Linked DNA regions of Mus musculus: region 2 is linked to region 1. The links are chromatin contacts, called in public promoter capture Hi-C maps. All regions are on one chromosome and are shown on one strand. The core of a region is the stretch at or near the end of the contact, and the rest is flanking DNA. Distances in the headings are between cores, read along the strand shown. Region 1 holds the start of Emid1 (EMI domain containing 1). Region 2 overlaps Nudcd3 (NudC domain containing 3).

What was found. Promoter capture Hi-C pulls out the DNA fragments that hold promoters and counts their contacts.
Region 2: a promoter capture Hi-C map of pre-B cells shows a contact between it and region 1, with 4 times the contacts expected there. The contact joins the enhancer-like site here to the promoter of Emid1 in region 1. A contact is called at or near these places in 2 of 39 promoter capture datasets (liver and pre-B cells).

The regions. Positions count from the first base shown.
Region 1 is chr11:5,148,286-5,155,210 of GRCm38.p6, reverse strand. It overlaps Emid1 (EMI domain containing 1), which reads left to right and starts at 2,981. Exons shown (of 15, transcript NM_080595.3): 1 at 2,981-3,089. The coding sequence starts at 2,989.
Region 2 is chr11:6,180,885-6,187,809 of GRCm38.p6, reverse strand. The region is part of intron 2 of Nudcd3 (NudC domain containing 3); the gene reads left to right. Among named protein-coding and RNA genes, the nearest start is that of Nudcd3, 16 kb to the left of the region's middle. Within about 2 kb of position 3,024, at least 95 of the 459 cell types and tissues checked have an H3K27ac peak or open chromatin away from gene starts, as enhancers often do. A contact at or near this core is called in pre-B cells, where this site is marked.

The DNA of each region.
Region 1 (6,925 bases), core at 1,732-4,231:
TCCCCAGACCCTATGGCTAGCTCTAAGAGGTTCCTCTGTGTGTGTCTCCTGCTGTCCCTCAGTGTGTGGCTCTAGCTCCCTGCCTGTCTACATGTGCTCAGTCCTCTTCAGCCTCCAGATGGAAGCCCAAGTCTGTGCCAAGTTCCCTCACCCTAAAGAACCCCCCTGTGGGGCTTGGCCAGAGGAGCGTATAGTACTTGATTGGTAGCACAGGGCCTGCCCACCACACCCTGAGCCCTACACCTGGGAGCCAACTGCTGCCCCCCGGGTGGTAGAGCCTGGCCTGTGGTCAGCCTGGGGGAGCAGGGGGCAGAAGAAGCTGCTGTCAATGCTGGCAGCTATGGTCTGGTTTTGGCAGGCAAGATCAGGCTCCAGGAGGGAACCTTCAGTCACAGGGACAAGCCCTGAGACTCTCTCAAGCCAGTGACCACTGTCCCCCAGCTCAGTGGACACAGAAACCTCCAGTAAAACAAAAGCCCATCCCTGGTGCACATCCTGCCTTTCTGAACCTCTGGAGTGAGAGCTCACTGCTCAGCATCTGACCCCTAAGACCAGGGAAACGAAGGCTGTCTCACCTTCCCAGAAGAGGGGATGCGCCCTATCTCAGGTCACACGGCTCTCAGCAGGCACAGCAGCCTGGTTATGTTGTAAACCAATATTCCAGACTATGGGTCTCCAGCCACTTACTTCACTGTGGGAAAATGACAACAGCTTTTCCTGAGTCTTTCACAGGGCAAGGGGTCACCTAGAGCCGCAGGGAGTGTCTGTGCATTTGGGGATCTGGGTGTCCTAACGTACAGGAGTGTCTCAGTTGGATTGCTAACAGGTGTTGGGCCTTCCTCCTGGCTGATGGCATGCACTACAGCATGTTCTTGGCAGTGCCTCTGGGGTGGAGGGGTCTGATCTTGGCCACTTGACTGGGGCCTCAGACAAACCTGGATCCATCAGTAGGATGTGCATCTAGGGGCAGAATCAAGTTGTTAATCTGCCTGGGGCAAAAACAAGACAAAGTTTGGAGGTATAGGCAAGGTCATATAGGTTCAATTCCCAGTACTTTACAAAACAAGACACACACACACACCCCTGCAAGGCATAGCCAGGGAGTCAAGGGACTGACTGACTGATTTAGTGTCAAAAGACAGCACACACCAAGTGCCAATGATCTTAGTGAAGGGAGGCAGGCACCCCTAAGGGGGCCAAGTTAGGCCCGTGTCCATACCCTTGGAGGGACCTGGGAGATTTGGAGAGCCATAAGCATCTGGGACATTATAAGTCTGCCCAAAGACCTACGAGGACCAAACAAGAAACTGAGGCTCAGACCGGGGGAAGACTTGTGTAAGCCAGCGTGAGCAGAGCAGTTGAGAGACAGGGTTTGAACAGCACCTACTACCTGGCCTTTTGGAGACAGGGCTGGGCTCTCTCTTTCTCTGCAAAGGACTCTGGTTATGCCCTGGTCCTGACTCTACCCACAGGTCCAGGAGAAGCAAGCCCCAGGACTCAGACTGTCTTTGTTTCCACACAGAGATGGGCAAGCAACCACAGGAGCATGGCCCCTTGCACAGCTGAGCTGGGCAAAGATTCCCTGACCTAGGCTGCTCACTGCTGGGGCGTGCAGTAGACGTCTTCTGTGACCTCCCTTGGTGACGACTCTGCTCTTGTGTAGAGCTGGGCACAGTATCGAACCCAGCATGCAGGAGGCAGAGGCAGACAGACCTCTGTGAAATGAAAGCTAGCCATATTATATATGTGTGTGTGTGTGTGTGTGTGTGTGTGTGTGTGTGTGTGTGTATTTGTTCCAGACCAAGCCAGGACATATAGAGAGCTCATCTAAAAGAAAGAAAGAAAGAAAGAAAGAAAGAAAGAAAGAAAGAAAGAGAAAGAAAGAAAGAAAATCATACTTCATATACACACATATGTACATATATGTGTGTACATATATGTACATATATGTGTGTACATATATGTACATATATGTGTGTACATATATGTACATATATGTTCATATACACACATGTTCATATACACACACATGCACACGTGTACACAAACATGATATGCATGCATACAGGCATCTCACGTGTACACAGACATACATGCATACACATGCCCACCACACAAACACATACATTGTTCATTCAAATATGGCGTACATAAGCAAATACTGCCCATGCTCACAAACACATCGTGTACACACAGATTCAGCACATACATGTTTACAGCGCCGTGCATGCATACAACATTATCCATGCACACAAATAGTCTATCATGTCAGCACAGGCAAACTCCTCGCACCTGCTATGCCGCGTGGAATGTGCCTGAGTCCCACCCAGGCCCTCTGCTCTCAGCCAGTCCTTACCTTAGGGAATGGGAAATTGAGGCCTATGCCAAAATGCTGTCTACACTTGTGCTTAGACCCCAACACTGAGATGAGGGGATTGTGGGTCTGGGGTTACTCTGCCAGAGTGCTCTGGGCCTTAGTGTCTCCCTGTAAAACAGGTATAAGGGTCACTGCACTTAGGGGACGCGGGAGCACCTGAGCCTCGGGTTTCTCCTCCGTAACATGGGCGACCTAGCCAGCCCAACACGGAGTGATGAAAGCTTTAGTCAGGGCAGGATGTATGGGGTGAGATGCCTGGGACAATGGCACAGCTCGCGCAGGAAGCCTGTGTTAGGTCGATGGGAAGATCCTGTGTGTTTCGGGAACCCAGTTCCGCAAAGATGTCAAAGATGTGCGTCCAGAGGCGATCGCTCTGGAGTGGTGGGTTCAGGTCCTGGCAGCGTTGCGGGGACGAGGGGGCGGGTGCGGCCAGGGCCTCAGTTTCCCAGTCTGCGGCTCAGGTGGGCACCTGGAGGGCGTCCTGGCGGGGGCGCGGACGGCTTCCGGGTTGGCGGGGGGCGGGGGGCGAGGGGCGGGCGAAGCCGAGCGCCCCCGCCCTGCTCCGCCCGGAACCGGCTCTGCGCGCCCGCGGCTGCGGTGGGGACGACAGCATGGGCGGCCCGCGGGCCTGGACGCTGCTCTGCCTCGGGCTCCTGCTCCCGGGAGGCGGCGCCGCGTGGAGCGTCCCGGGCGCCCGGTTCTCGGGTCGCAGGTAAGTCTCCCCTAGCTCTGTGCAATCCCAGCACTGGGGTGAGGGAAGCAGACCCCAGCTCCGTGCAACCCCGAGACTGGGACAGGGACCCGACCCCAGCTCCGTACAATCCCGCGACTGGGGCAGAGACCCGATCGCAGCTCTGTGCAACTTCAGGGTCTGGGACAGAGACCCGACCCCAGCTCCATGCAACCCTAGGACTGGGACAGAGACCCGACCCCAGCTCCTTGCAATCCCGGGACATCGGAGGCAGTCCGAGACTGTTGCAGGGGCTCCATCGCTCATCTCTATACCATAAGCAGTGGGAGCAGGGGTTTGGCACGCTGTGCTCAGGATAGCCGGCTCACCTACTTCTGTGTGAAAGAACAGACGGCCTCCCCTACTGAGATCCCGGAGGCCCCAGAAGGTGGACCCATGGCAATGCAACAGAGCTTCCCAGGACTTCTGTGGGTCTCGCCCAAGCCCCCCTTCCCTTCATGTACATGTAAAATGCCAGGATCACCCCTTAGCCAGCCCTTCAGGAATCCCCTCTCTTTTCCCCTGCTACTGTCTTTTTCTTCTTTCTTTCTTTCTTTTTTTTTTTCTTTTTTCTTTTTTTATGTCCCAGCTATTTATTTCACTCGGAGGAAGGACTGGGGTGGAGACTGCACAGTGGGTCAGTGTCAGAGGCCCCCTGGGACCTGGCATTTGGTTGGACCTCCCAAAAGCCTATGACTCTCTGCCGGCCTTTGTGGAGTGTTTCCCAGGATCGGGTCCTGTGGGGCTTTTTCTAGACAGTGCCTTCAAGACTGGAGGATGTAGGGAAACTTGTCCCCACTCAATAGAGGGGCAAACTGAGACTAATGTGCTCGTGGTGGGTATTCATGGAAGAGCTGGGATTCAGCTCTCCCTTTCTGGACTCGATGGCAGAGTTTGAACCTGCCCTGGCCCCTGCTCTGCCTGTAGCCCCTGCCCCTGTCTCCAGGACAGACAATGTGGACTAACCAGGCCTCTTAGGCCTTTCAGCCCATTCAAAGGCCCGTGAGGGCCCCACCCCCCTGTGGCCTCACTTCTTTCTTTTTAGAAGTTTCCCTTTCTTGTGGTCAGAGGCCAGCAACCCCCCCTGGGAGCTAGCAAAAGCAGGTGACCGGGTAGAGCAGGCTCAGGGGTAGAAGTGGCTGAGGCAGCAGAGGTCAGGCAGTTAGCTGTCTGAGATGGGAACAGCCGAGTGGCAGATGTGGCAGATGCCACAGCACCCCTACAGTGTGCCAACCACAGCTGGTGTGGGCTGGCACTTTTCCTGCATCCATTGCTTCTAGAACCTTCCCAGCTGCTATCTAGGCTTGCTTCTCTCTGCTGTCTGTTTTATAGAGAAAGAAACAAAGTCTGAGAGTGGGGAATTATCTGTCCCACTTCATAGAGTAAGCCCCACATAAGAGGGGTGAGGATCTAGGGCTTCCTGGGGTCAGACTTGGGGTGATGGGTGAGACACTTCCCTCCAGCTGGCCCAAGGCCACCACTTCCGAGTTGTACTCCGTGTCCCCGGCTTCCTGTGTGGGGACTCTGCCTGTGGGCAGGTGTCTGGGTTTCACCCAGTCTGTCCCTCTGTATAGTCTTGTCACAAAGCTCTTGCAGCAGCCCCCTCATACCCATTTTACAGACACCGAGACTGATGGCCGTGAACCTCAGTTTCCCCTTTTGCTTATCCTGTGTCTGAAGGTTTGTTCTGAGAGCACAGGCCACGCACATTGGGGCCCCACTGGTTACCATCTTGAAGTAGGGTAGGGACCTAAAACCAGAGTTACCTGTGGACGTTAGCTGCCGGGACCTCCCCTCGTGGCCCTGTCTCAGTATCTTGGAGACAGTATGAGGATGTTGCGCCTTGTCAACCCTTCCTCCACTCCCAGCCAGGCGCCCCGGGCACCCCTTGGCAGCTGAGGGACTGAAGGCAGAAAAGAGGCTTTGTGCTGAGGAGGGGGAGGCCCGGGAAGGCATCCAAAGGGCCACCCCCAACCCCAGGAATGTGGTGAGACTGAGCCCCTACAACTAGGATGCCCAGGGGCTCTGCAGAGCCACCTTGGAACACTTGGCTGCTGCCAGTCCGCATCCCATAGTAGGATGACTTCCTGGCCCTGTGACATCCCTCCTCGCCTCAGCCCTACTTCTCTGACTGGTTCCAGCATTCACATATCCCAGTTCTACGCCCACATGGCTAACCCAGGTAGGTGCCTCCTCTCAGACCCTCAGTTTCCTGATATGTAAAGCTCACGGAACCTTGTGAAGATATGACTTTAGTGTCCTGGGCCCCAAGGGAAGACCCTGGCCCCCTCCAGCTGGGCTGTCGTCTGCCATAGCTGACTGTGGCACCCCAGGGCATGACGGATGGACAGTAGGGGAAGGCTTGCTGAGAGCACTGTGCGTGGAAGCCATTCTGCTCTCTCCATTTGCAGATGGGCATAGCAAGGTCCAGGGAAACTGTCCCGGGACCGGAGGCGCATCCTGGTGTGGTTCAGGATGTGGCTCGGGTTCTGGCTCTTGTCACCCCACCCCCACCTCAGCCTCAGTTCTTTGCTCTTCTTTTCATAACGGCCCTTGGCCCCTGGCCCGCTTGGCTGCCTTCTGCAATTAGCTCCTATCTCTGTTCCGGATCGCAGCCCTGGGCCCTGTGAAGACAAAGTCCCCTGGGCCCCTCGCTGCGGGAAGTGGAGGGCAGTGTGTAGGTCCACTAGAGAGGGTGGCTGGTGCCAGGCTGAGCTGGTCTGGCCTGTTTCTTCCCCCTTTGGTGGCCTCTGGAGGCTCTGGGGGTGCTGAGTGGGTCAAGGTGTGTGTGTGTGGTGGGGGGGGGACAGGAAGGGTTGTATTGTCTCCTTCCAGCCCTGCCCAGGCCCTACCTCCCAGCTCAGCCTTGCCTGGCTCTCAGGCACCTTATCACTGACCACACCCCAGGGAAGGAAGTCCTCAGGATGGTGGGCTGTCTCTCTGAAAGCCCTGGGTCTTCACTCTTCTGCCCAGTCTACTGTGTTCAGTCACACAGTCAATTAATAAACACCTCTGAGCAGGCCTGGGTTGACTTCTGTACGGACCCGGTCCCTGCTTAGGCTCTCTTCCCCTCACTTGTGGGAGAGAATATGGCTCAGAGCTGCTGTGCCTGTGTGGACCTTGAGGTTAAGACCCAAAGGATGCATAGAAGTTGCCAGAGTGAGGGGGTGGAGCTCTGTAAATAGATTCTAAAGATCAAAGTGGGAGAAGGGGCAGCTTGGCCACAAGAACGCTCAAGAGGTGTGAGCAGAGTGAAGGACTGAAGCAGCGGGACTTGGGGACAATGCGGAGCCAGGGTGGACTGAATTCCATGGCCAGCGTGACCACACATGATGAATGCTTTGCAAAAAAAGCTGTTTGCACGGACCATTGAGATGGCTCAGCAGGTAAAGGTGCTTGCTACCAATCCTGATGACCTGAGTTCAATTCCCAGGACCCACCTTAGAAGGAACAAACTGACTTCCACAACTTGGCTTCTGACTTCATACACATTTAGGCCTGTGCACATGTGTGCGCACACACATGCATGTAACATGCACACACACAGATACATATACACACATGCATACAAATATATATATATATACATAGCAAACACACAAATGCACATGCAAATACATATACATATATGCACACACATGTGCACATACATAAATGTAAAAAAAAAAAAAAACAAGAAAACTCTCCTGATATTCCTGAAATATCAGCAAGAGGGGGCCTTACGCTTATGCTGTGGCCTGTGAGCTTGACCACCAGGTGCTAACCTTGAACTCCACCAGGTCTAAGTGTCCCTTCCTCTATAAAATGTCTGGCCAGCT
Region 2 (6,925 bases), core at 1,775-4,274, 1.0 Mb before region 1:
ACTCGAGAGGAAACCCTCATCTTCAAAAAGACAAAGACAAAAGAGAAAAACCATAACTGGGTAGACAAAACCAAGATGGCCCCCACCCCCAAACCCACAACAAAACAGTCAAAAGGAGTATCAGTTATCACCTAGATACTAGGTGCTAGGACCAAGTGCGTTTTTTATTCTTGGATGAGTGACCCCATGCTGTTGTGTTGATTTCCCCTGCCTGTGCTAGTAGTAGAGTGGGGCAGTGTGAGGGGAGGGCTTCATGGACTGCATGGCGTATGAGCTGCTTCGCTTACTTGAGTATGGCACTAAAGGAAGCCATCAGTATTAGTGTGTTTTCATAGTTTTGGCAGTGTGTCCTTTGTGCCTAGGTGTTACAGGGACCTAGGCATTTCCTGGGAAGAGAATTGCATCATTTGGAAGAGGTTCCTGACAGTATACCATGTCTTGTGCAGTGCTGGTGTATGCTACATAAGTGCTCCACTAGGCTCTGTTACCAGCGGTTTTTATTGTTGTAATCACCCCCCCCCCCCCACACTTCTCTTTTTTCCTTTTTCTTTTCCTTTGAAAACTGGGTCTGGCTTCAGACTGGCCTCAAGCTCACTGTTTAGCCGAGTATGGTTTGAACTCCTCCTGATCTTACTGCTTTTACCTCCTAGCGGTATAGCCATGTGCGCTGTGGCTGGTCGACCTCAGTCTTCTTTCTGATTTGTCATATTGATGAGCTTCTTGGCTCCTTGCTTATCAGTCTGTTAAGCCTCATTAGTGACTGCTCGGCCCTCGTGACCTGACCGTCTCCCAGGGAGCCCAGCTGCAGTTAAGCCTCACCTTGGAGGACGGCTTCAGCATAGGTGTTTCAGGAGAACGTTGACATTGATTCTGTAGCACTGATGCCTTGGTGGCGTTTGTGTCATTGATGCTTCTTAGGCAGGCTGTCAGACCAAGGCCTTTGTCAGAGGCAGTCTGAGTGCACTCACTACCTGGAAAATCTGGTCTTTTGGTTTAGTTTTATATAGTTCTCCATTTGGTGGTTTAGGCCTTTCTCAGGTGTCCATCATTGGTAGTTCCTTGGTCAAGTCATGGTGGCGTAGTCAGAAGTCACTCCATGTAGGTTGTCATGAGGATTGAAGACAGTGAATGCTGAAGACCCACCCACTTAGCATGGTTCCTGGTAGGGTGTCACTCAGTCAGTGGCTAGCTATTATTACTACTGTGTTTGTCCTAAAAAGAGAAACTTGCTTTTCTTTTGGGTAATGCTCATGCAATATTTGGAAAACAGATAAGTTGTAAAAGAGGAAAATCTTACTATCCTCACTAAATTTTGGGATATTTTCTGTAGTTATCCCTATGTATGTAAACATACCCATACACTTAAATATGTGTATTTGTAAACTTTCTTTTTTTTTTTTCTTTTTCTTTTCTCTTTTTCGAGACAGGGTGTCTCTGTATAGCCCTGGCTGTCCTGGAACTCACTTTGTAGACCAGACTGGCCTCCAACTCAGAAATCCTCCTGCCTCTGCCTCCCGAGTGCTGGGATTAAAGGCGTGCGCCACCACGCCTGGCTCATTTGTAAACTTTCTATTTTGCATTATATTATGCCTTTCTATTTTGTTGAACAGTATAAGGAGAATTTCCAGCATTCTTTTTTGCACTTTTGAGTTCTTCTGCACACTGATGGGTATAACAGGCCTGGAGTGACTCTTGTCCTTGGACAAGGGTGGGTGCTGCGTAGCATGTGCTAAGAGGTAGAAATCTAGAGAGTAAGTGGAACACTAGGAGGCGAGGGGCGTTCACGTGTCACCTTAGATTCTGCACTCTGTGGAGCTTTCCTGCTGTTTCATCTTGCAGACAAACTCACCTTGAAATTGCTGCTTTAAAAGGAAGCTCAGACACCAGCCATGAGGGCCTGATTAAATCACACTAGGAAGACTTGGCTTTCTAGCAGGCGCTTGATAAGTTACTCTTGAGCTAGGAACCTGTTGTCTAGCCTCACTGGCTTTTCTGGTACTAGGATTGCAGGTATAATGTTGTTGGTGTTGGTTTTGCTTTTCATTTTTTTAAAAATTTGGCAGCTTATTTGTTTTTTGTTTTGTTTTTAAATATCACAGTGAGACTTAGCAGGCTTTGTTTTTAGGAAACAGTAGCTTGTGGTTTTTTGATATTGAAGCTGTATCAGAAGGGTCTTGGGGTGGAGGTAAAAGTAACCTGAAAAAAAAAATGTGTTCAGACACATACACGCGCGCGCACGCACACACGCATGTGTGTTGCGAGTGCAAGATTGCTTTTTTTCATAAAGCGTTTGTTAGGTAGAATTTGAAGTAGAAGTCACAGTGGGCATAAGAGTGCAGGACTCCCGACAGCCTCACTGTCTGGCCTTCTCCCCTGTCTTCTGTTATTTTGAAACGATCTGCCTCATAATATTTCATCTTAGTGTTTTCAGCAAGTGTTTAAACTTTGTTTCCTTCTGATGGTGTATGCTTTTTTTGAATCTGACTATAAAAACCCCGCAAACACCAACGGCTCAGAATTGACAGTTTCTTCTCCCTGTCCCGAAGGTAGTGTGCAAGGCCCTGGGTTAATTCCACAGAAGCGTTTTTAAAGAAGGAAGAGAGAGAGGGGGAGAGGGGGAGAGGGAGGGGAAGAGGGGGAGAGGGGGAGAGGGGGAGAGGGAGAGAGGGAGAGGAGAGGGAGAGGGAGAGGGAAAGAGAGAAGAGAAAGAAATCAGGCTGTTTGTTGGGCTTGCCACTGTGACTTTTACTGATTGTTAACTGTGAGCTGGTTCAGCATGTCCTCTGTCCTATTTCTTGTAAGTCACAGTTGGATTAAGGGTAACATTTTTAAAGTTACAAGGCTATGTAATGGAAATAAATTGTTCTTCCTGGAGACAATTTGTTCATAGTGTTTTTTGTAAAATTTATTCGTGTGTGCATATACTTTGCCTATAATACCCAGTACATGTGTATACACAGCACATCTGTGACTGTTGACTTTGCCACATCCCCTAAATGTGCTCTGATCGCTCAGGCTTGATAAACGGCTGGTACTGACTTGGTGCTTTCTGTTGCCAGGCACCCTCTCCTTAGCACACATGTGCGTTTTTATAGTCCTTAAAATGACCTGGGGTAGGACTGTTGCTCTCCTAGCTTGCAGTCCAGAGAAGTGGCTTGTGCTCGCGTTGCTGCTGAGGGTGTCATCTGGGCCTTTTCCCCCTGGAATGGCTGGCCCCAAGGTTCTGCACTACTGTTGAACTTACCCTCACTGGGGATGCAGAACGGAAATTGCTGGGCCCCTTCACTGTCTAATAGGTCTGGGTGTGGTTTGTATATCTTGTGAATTTTCAGAAGCTTTTCAGTGACTGACACGTAGTAGCCAGGGTTTTTCTTGACTGCTATAGAGTATTACACCCTATGGATTAGAGTCATTGGAGTCATTATCTAATGGGTCCCTGGGGTGGGGTGTATTTAAGCTGTTTACAGGATGCTGGTGTCACAGATGCTGCTGCAGCGAATATGCTTGTGTGTGTTTCTTGGAACATGTGTACGCGTATCAGTTGGGTGAATTCCCAGAACAGGAATTACTGAGTCAGAAGGGTTTTTAAATTTTGATGGCTGTTGCTGAATTGGCCCCCGAGAGTCTACCCATTTGCTCTCACTGCCAGTTTGCATGAGGGAACCTTATCCCCTTCCAGCCTCCAGGAGAGGCATAGGCTCAGGTCTGTGCTGCTCTTACCTGCTCTTTAAGTGCCATTTTCTGCTGACCTACCTTAGGGTTTCATTTGTTCTTGTGGATGGTTTTCTGTTACTTACAAACACGAAACTATATATTTCTTTTGTTTGGAAAAGATTCTGATGGATTTCTAACACATTTTAACACTTGGTAAGAGTCATGTTTAATCATTTTCCCTAGACTTTACTTTATAGGAATTAATTTTTCTATATGGAATTTGATTGAAAGTTTTACAGGGACCTTCAGTTCATGTTTTGGAACAGGACGGGCTGATAGCTTTATATATATTTTTTTCAACCTAAGAATAGAGCATGTCTTTAAGGTTTGTGTGGAATTTTAATGTGTTTTTTTCCAGTAGAGAAACTGGAAATGAGACTTGTATCTCTTCTTGGCTTCTAAGTCTTTTACTTAATTTTGTTTGGTTTTGTAGGTATATAGACTGTTTAGTATTTATTATGTTTAGTGATAAATTATATTTTATTACTATATAATGACTGTCTTTAGTAGTAAATTATATGTATTTTTTTGCACTTAGAATTTTAAATGTAAGTGTATTTTTCTCCCTGTCAAGCTTGTTGCCAGGCAACTGAAAGGATGGAGCTGACAATCACTAAAGCACAGGAAGGAAGGCTTCTGTGGGAGATGGGGGTGGGGGAGTTACCGCTTTATTGACTTAAGGAATTGAGACTGACTAGAGGTCTAGGTGGCATTTCAGAATGATCTGTGGACATGGGTTTGGAGTTTTATGACGATCAGGACTATTGCATTTAAAGCATTCATTCACATTTAGATGCAATGGAGGCTGGCTGAGGCTTGGAGTGTCACTGAGGCAGCTTGAAGATGAGAGGTCTTGGGACTCTCCTAGGAAGGGACTTTGTCTACCTGTTTGCAGGGGATCCTAGTACTTGGCACATAGGTGGCACTTGGTGAACCTGGATTTGGTGATCTGAAGAGACTATTGTGGAGGGAGTAGGAAGAGAGCTTCAGAGAGGGGAATGAGCCTCTCTGAACTGGTGTGTTCAAGTCAAGCCTGTGGTAGCAGCATGGTCAGTTTTGTGGGGGAGCTAGCTCTCTTTGGTGTTTCCCTCGTCCCTGTGTGGAGAGGCTACTAGGAGAGCAAGATTGTCAAGCCCCACACTGTTCTGTGCAAGGTAGGAGACCACTATGGTGGTGTCCAAAGAGGTGCTGGCACTGATGACTGTGCCACATAAGCCAGGAGCTGCATTGCCACCCTGGGCAACTTTGCCAAGGTCATTTGTTATGGCATCTCCTAGACCTACAATACCTGACCCCCAGACTCTGGAAAGAGACCGTGTTTATCAAGTCTCCTTACCAGTACACTGACCATCTTGTAGAAACCCATACCAGAGTCTCTGTTCAGAAGACCCAGGCTCCAGCTGTTGCTACCACATAAGAGATTCTATATAAGAAAAATAAAGTGAAATGAGTATGAAGAAAAATTAATAGAAGAATAAAATACAGTGATACTAAGTACAATGTGTTCACGTTTTCAGCCAAGTGTTATTATATGAGTCAAAGTTTAAAAAATTAATAAATTTATGAAATCAATAAAGGCATATTAACGTTTATTATAGAAGAAAGAAAACGTTTTTTATGAATAGTATAGCTAAGCCAATGCTGAACTCTAGTGTAGTGCCCAGTTTAACCAGGCATCTGTGCTCACACCCACTCACTCACTGGCTCACACAGAACTTCCAGTCCTGCAATCTCTTCATGGCAAGTGCCTAGAAGGTGTATCATTTTAATTTTTACACCCTATTTTTTGCTGTCCTTCTATTTTTAAACATTAATATTCACCATTATGTTACAACTGCCTGCAGTATTCAGTACAGTAACATGACGGTCAGGCTTATGAATATACTACCATCTTTATGTAAGCACACTCCATGATGTGTGTACCACAGCTAAATCACCTAACTGTGCAGTTCTCAGAACTTACCACACTAAGAAATGTGTGACTGTATTCCAGGTTTTTAAAAATTAATTAATTAATTATATGAAGTCCACTGTATCTGTCCTCAGATACTCCAGAAGAGGGCATCAGATTTCGTTATGGATGGTTGTAAGCCACAAACAAAAAACTAAGGCCCACTGAGTTGCAGCAACCCCTGAGAGCCAAGGAGCTAGCAACCGAAGGTAGGGTCTTCAAACTCACTCTTCATCCATAAGAAAATCTAAGGGGAGCAGAGGATGGAATCAAGAGGGGAGAAATGAATGTGATGGCTTTGAGTGTAAAGAAGCAAAGCCATGGGCTGCAGAGGTGGCTTGGAGGTTTAAGAGCACTAGCTACCCTTCTAGAGGACTCAGGTCCAATCTTAGTGCCCAAACAGTGGCTAACAACCATTTGTAATTCCAGTTCCAGGGAAAAATACATACACACACACACACACACACAAACAGCAGACAAAACTCACGGATATAACTCTCTTTTTGGCCGGGCAGTGGTGGCGCACGCCTTTAATCCCAGCACTTGGGAGGCAGAGGCAGAGGCAGAGAGAGTTCTGAGTTCGAGGCCAGCCTGGGCTAAACCGAGAAACCCTGTCTTAAAAAACCAAAAAAAAAAAAAAAACCAAAAACCAAAACAAAACCCAAAAACAAAAACACAACCCAAACACCTCCCCCCCCAAAAAAAACCCCCAAAGACCCCAAACCAATTACACAACCCAATTACCTCAAGAAAGAAGCCCATCACTGGTCAAAGTGGAGAGAATAAGAGTTGAGTCCTCAGCCACAAAGGAGACATTTCTACACCCCTCAGGGAACACTGAGGGAATCAAAAGGAGAAAAAAGTCAGAGGTGAAGAAATGGGCTCAGTCCTGTGGAATGCTGACTTCCAGCCATAACATGGCTACTGCATGCCCGAAAACCCCGACAGCTGTGGCTACTTACACAAGACTGACCCCAATAGCATCCACCGTGGAGGAGGGAAGCTCCTGAGGTCCTCCTACCCTTGAGGAGTTATATACAGGCAGCTGTTGCTGGGAGAGGGAAAGGTGCTCCCTCCAGTGTAGTAGTGCACCCTGCTGGTCAGGTGCTCATCTGCTTATGAACCCCTCACTTCCGCTCCTTCTGTGATTCATGTGGGTCATTTAAAAAACAATAGGGCCCGCCGGCAGGATGGCTCAGCTAAAAGCACTTGCAGAAGTCTGACAATCTGACAATTTAATACCTAGGATCCAAAGTAGAA